2 separate regions of the Ovis aries genome follow, and region 2 is linked to region 1. Evidence: chromatin contacts called from public Hi-C data. All regions are on one chromosome and are shown on one strand. Each heading gives the region's core, a stretch centred on a gene start, on an enhancer-like site or on the middle of the called end of the contact. The rest is flanking DNA. Distances are from core to core; before and after follow the strand shown.

What was found. Hi-C and Micro-C count contacts between places; a contact is called where the count stands out from the background.
Region 2: a contact with region 1 is called in a Hi-C map of muscle, with 3 times the contacts expected there. The contact joins two enhancer-like sites. A contact is called at or near these places in 2 of 16 Hi-C or Micro-C datasets (liver and muscle).

What each region holds. Positions count from the first base shown.
Region 1 is chr8:67,340,686-67,343,459 of ARS-UI_Ramb_v3.0, reverse strand. No RefSeq gene overlaps it. Among named protein-coding and RNA genes, the nearest start is that of HIVEP2, 270 kb to the left of the region's middle. Within about 2 kb of position 1,374, at least 2 of the 54 cell types and tissues checked have an H3K27ac peak or open chromatin away from gene starts, as enhancers often do. A contact at or near this core is called in muscle, where this site is marked.
Region 2 is chr8:67,547,702-67,550,475 of ARS-UI_Ramb_v3.0, reverse strand. All of the region lies in intron 2 of HIVEP2 (HIVEP zinc finger 2), which reads left to right. Among named protein-coding and RNA genes, the nearest start is that of HIVEP2, 59 kb to the left of the region's middle. Within about 2 kb of position 1,320, at least 7 of the 54 cell types and tissues checked have an H3K27ac peak or open chromatin away from gene starts, as enhancers often do. A contact at or near this core is called in muscle, where this site is marked.

The DNA.
Region 1 (2,774 bases), core at 125-2,624:
AGGCCAGAACTTCAGTAGCATTTTAGGCATTGTTGTTTGTGTGTGTTAGTCTCTCAGTCATGTCCAGCTCTTTGCAGCCCCATGGACTATAGCCCACCATGCTCCTCTGTCTATGGAATTCTCCAGGCAAGAATACTGAAGTTGGTAGCCATTTCCTTCTGGGATCCCTGGGATCTTCCTAGGCTGGGGAACGAACCTGGGTCTCCTGCACTGCAGGCAGATTCTTTACCATCTGAGCCACTAGGCATCATTAGATCCTGTTTGTTTGAATGCTTGATGTCAGGCTGTCCCCTAACCTGGTGCTCCGATGCCCTCAGACTCTGTTCTTTCACTTCTTGGACCTTAAAAAATGGGCCCTACTCTCAGTGGGTCATATACTAACAGTTCTTAAAATTCATTCTCTTATCTTCCCACAACTCTCTCCAAATTTTAGTTGTAAAGTTCTTTATACCCCAAGGACTAGGATATATGCTTCTAGATGGGCCTATAGTAATCTGTGCTTGTACCTTTGGAAATACTCCAGTGTGTTAATTTCTCCCTTTATAGAATAAGCTCCTTGAGGAAAAGAATGGAAGCTGATTCTAATTGTAGAGAAACAAAATATGTTTGTGAAAGGATTGAGTGATTACATCTCATCTCCAATATCAAATAAAGCACATGGAGGGATTTCCCTGGTGGTCCAGTGCTTTCCAAAGCAGCGGACGTAGGTTCTGTCCTTGGTTGGGGAACTAAGTTCCCACATGCCATGGGGCAGCTAAGCCCATGAGTTGCAACTAGAGGAGCCCATACATGGCAACTGAGACCTGACACAGCAAAATAAATATTTTTAAAATAAAAAATAAATAAAAATGAAACACATGAAGATGTTCAAGCAATGGTGTGGCCCATAGTGACTCTTACCCTTATCCTTATCCAGCTACTCAGTCATGGTGGCCAACACTACCATCTCCCTCAATCCTTACAAAATATCCTCAGAGCAATCATAATTCATTGCTCTGCTTTGTATACATACTTCATGCAGCTGGTTTTTCTTTTTTAATTTCTTGCATATTATGTGCAGAATAACACATATATTTAGAAAGTCTGTAACATTCATTTACACCCTTTTGTCAAGTGAAAATGTAAAAGCAAATGATTGCAATTACTCCTCTGTAACAAAGTCATTTACCTGTTTAATGGGTGCTTAATTGTTGGTCCTTTATATTACGGTAGCCACATAATTTATATTCCAAACTGTGACTGCTTTGAGAGTGAACGAGAGCACTATTAATAATTGCACAGGTCGACAGGGGTAAGCTTGGACTCTACAGGACATAGTGGGACATATGGTCACACTATTTATAGATGAAGATGCTGCTGAACTAGCACCAACAAAGCATGCCCCTGGGACCGTCCTTCCCTAATTGTGACGTGTGCATGATGAGCCAGTTACATCTGTTTACCAGGATAGCCTTGTAGCTAATAGGATAGATGTGGGCAAGGTTAATTTGTGCCTGGATTTTAATTTATAAAGGTGAATGAGTGATGATGCAGAGAGGCTAATACTATTGAAAGAAAATTTTTATTACTTACAGTTACTTACAGGAAGGGGCTTACCATGTCCAAGGGGTATGCCATGTCCAATAGGGCCACAGGGGGAAGCACCAGGTTTTCTCAGGGGATAGATGCAAGATCCAGGGGAAAATATTTATTGCGTTTTCCATGGGAAAGGAAAGGCGGGCAGGGGCAGTGGCTTAAGGCTGGCTAATTTGAATGCTGTTGGTGGGCTCTGGGTTATATGGGTGGGCTCTCTAGTTTCTCGGGTGATTTGGGGTGGGAGAAATATTGGCTTGGTGTGTCAGTTAAAAGAGGTGGTTGGGAACGTCCCTGGTGGTCCAGTGGTTAAGAACCTGCCTGCCCATGCTGGGGACAGGTTTGATCCCTGGTCCAGGAGGATTCCACATGTCTTGGGGAAACTTCCGAAGCCTGTGTGACTAGAGCCCATTTTCTGCCACAGGTAACCACATTGAGAAGCCTGTGTGCCGCAGCTAGAGTAGCTCTCACTCGCCGCAACTAGAGAAAGTTCACACACAGCAGTGAAGACCCAACACAGACAAGAATAAAGAAATCATTTATTTTTTAAAAAAAGAGGTGGTTGGAGATTTGGACCCAGAATTGATTGGAGGGTTTGTGATATGATTTCTGTGCTCTTACAAAATCTGTATCACAAGGGGAGATGTGCAGAACTCTGGTTATTAATTTGGCCCTGTGATGAATGAATGCCAAAAACTAATGATGCCTCTGAAAACTCACTGCCTCAGTGGAGACTGAAACCTCAAACTTCATATTTAGTCTGAAGCTCTAATCCACACAATGAGCTGGCCCATTCTCAGTTTAGGAATAATGGCCTCGAGGTGCCTGGTTGGGCGACACAGACCAAAGGGGCTCCATTGAGGGTAGGTTTAAGGTCCATCTTCAAAATCAATGGTTTGAAGAGGACTTCTCTCTAGGTTTTGCATGAAGATGTAAAAATTAAACACATTCTACTGCATTTCAAGGAAAACCATAGCAGACTGGCTTGATTTGAGGAATGACGTGAAGTCCTCTTTTTTGATATCAGGGAGGGATTCACCGCTGAGGACAGGTGGCCCAGACTCAGTGTGTCCAATGGTGAGGCAAGAAAGCGGGAGTCCATTCAGGGAGGCCATGAAGCTGTCACTTCTTGAGCTCTCCTGTGACCCCAACCAAGAGGTCACAGGGAAGTTCACATGTTTATTGTATAGCTGAGGGCACTG
Region 2 (2,774 bases), core at 71-2,570, 210 kb before region 1:
AGTGAATCATCAAGGACAACCTTCAGTCTCCAAGATGATGAGCACTGCTGCCTGGGGTTGTTGTGAAGATTACATGAGATCTGAACTCTGGTTGCCAGAATTGCTGGGTTCAAGTTATTGCTCTGCAACTACCTATCTTTATGCCTTTGGGCAAGTTAATGTGGCTTAGTTTCTTTGACTGTAACATAGGATAATGACAGTGCGTACCTCTAGAAATGTTGCCAGGAATACATAAGTTAGTAAATGTAAAGCATTTAGGACTGTGCAATCCACGTGGTAGACATTAAACAAATGTTATTCTGAAACATAACATCTGTTGTCATTCTCTTGTTCAGAGCACCTATATTTTTTAAAATCATTATTCAAAATAGGGATATACATATGATTTTATAAAGTAATATTTGTCTTGAGCTTTAGTCAATGAAATTATTGAACACCTATCCCTAAGACACTTCAAGTTCTATTGCGACAAGTAAAACATGACCCTGTACCCCAGCCACTCCGGCCTTGGGAAGTTATCCTGTCGACTGGTTTTCTCTGCGCTATGTTGGAGAGCAGCATAGATGTTAATTGAAACTATGTTTTATAGCATAAGTAAAAGGCAGTGCATGAAGGACAGAAGGGAATACTAATAATAGATCATACCTTAGTGTATTTCTCAGCATAGCAGATCATCCTGGTATTCTTCCAGAGAAAGATAGAGTAAAATGGACAGAACAGAGATAGGTCATCAGAAAAACTGGATATTCAAGTGCTAAGTATGCTTTTTCCTGACTATGTGACTGTGAGCAGTTGACTTAACCTGTGTCTCTCTTTCTTCACCTAAGAAACCGGCACGTAGCCACCTTGCTGAGTATCTTGATTAATTGAGCCAATGCTTGTGAACTATGAGATGTTGGGCATTTGTATTTTTGCATGATTTATATTATATAGAGGTTGTGGATTTCTAAAGATCAATGGCTCAGAAACAACCACTTAGAATAATGTAGTTTTAATAGGATTACAGAGAACTTTATTATTCTCTGTAGAATTACCTGTTGATCAATAATAGGTGGGTGACTTGCTGCAGAAGTCAGATCCTGCTCCCCCCCAAAAAATAATCACAGCTGGAAGATGAAATGGGACAGAGAGGTTATGTGGCTGACCTAAGGGAATAGTTCACAAGCTGTGGAATAAAAACTGACTGAGAGGATCCTTCCCCTCCTCTTTCCACACTGCTCCCCAACTATTTCTCAGTTGGATGGAAGGAGTACAGGCTTTGAAGTCAGACCTGAGTTAAAATCCCTGCTGTGTCACTTACTAGTTATGACTCAGGCTGGTTACGAAACCTCTGAGCCTCACGTCCGTCATCGGCACAGGGGTTAGCATCACTTGCCTGGCAGAGTTGTGGGCAACAGAGATTACATCTGTAAGCTACCTGCCCGACAGCTAGCTGATACGTTATTTTTCTCATGATTATACATGGCCAGATTTCAAGGCAACTTGAATTACACCCTTGCTGAATAGGAATACTAATGCAACTAATAATAGCAACTGTTTAACTGAAGGGTTCCATGTGCCAGGCACAAGTCCAAGTACACTACGCCTATGAGTATCTTATTTAATCTCCAAACCAGCCTGATGATATGAGTATTACTGTTATTGCCACTGAAGCTTCATACGTGTAGCTAGCATGCCCAAGGTCACCCAGTGAGTTGGTGGGGGAGCAGGTTTCCAAATCTGTGCACTTGTGACTCTGGATCCCACTTTCCTCGTTACTGGATTATTCCTGTTCCTCCCTGGCCAGTTTAGGGATGTAGGACAGAGAATGAAGGGACTAGTTGTTTCAGGAGAATTGTTTTATGAGTTGGGTGAGTGTTTGCTTTCGCAGTCTTCATTCAAATAGACACTATTGGAAGAGACCAGCACTCACCTAACACGTAAATCACGTAACTTGTGAGAGTGTTCCAAAGTCTCGTACAGCACCGCTTTCCTTCTTTGTACTGTTTTATACTTGTCAGGATTGTCGTGAGCATTTAGGGGGATGATAACTGGAGAGCCCAGTCCTGGCAGACATCTCCAGCTCTAATCTCTGGGCCCCCCTCTCTTCTTAAGTAGCAGTCTGGCACTGAGGACAGATCCTTGGGGAATGCCTGCTTTCTTTTTCTACATTAAACCAGTGGAGTTCTCTGTTATTTAGCACTCCCATGATGTTATATCACAGGACATTACTACTGATCCCCTTGAAAGTGCAATAAAACATTTGCTCACATACCTTCTCGTTGAACATACTTCTGATCAACTACCTTAGCTGAAGACAGGCACATCTCATTGGTCTTTTCATTGATTTGCGTCCTGTGTCTGGATATGTGCATGCAGAGCGCAGTCCCTTTAAGAACCACTAGCCCTCAGCAAAAAATAACCTAGAGCAGCTCAGGTTACTTACTGCTGGGCTCCAGAGACTCTTCAGGGGGTCAGGTTGCTTTTTTCTCTGGCACCTGCCTCAGCAGGGATGTAGGAAGAAGTTGCTTTATTCCAGCAGAGAAGTTCTGGGTGGATCTGGGCACTGGAGTCCTTACCTCCAGCTTCTGGATGTGACCCTGCCTTCATGGTAGCAAGGTTTTGATTGGGCCATTTAAATGGCATTCAATTAAGTGACCCTGTCCCTGGACCTGGACGTAAGAGCCTGACTTTCCTATCAACTGTGGATTTTATATTGTTTCTTTGAAAAATGAAAATGACATCAAAAGCCATCAGATGGGAATGCATCTCCTGTCCGCAAATCCAAAGCGTGG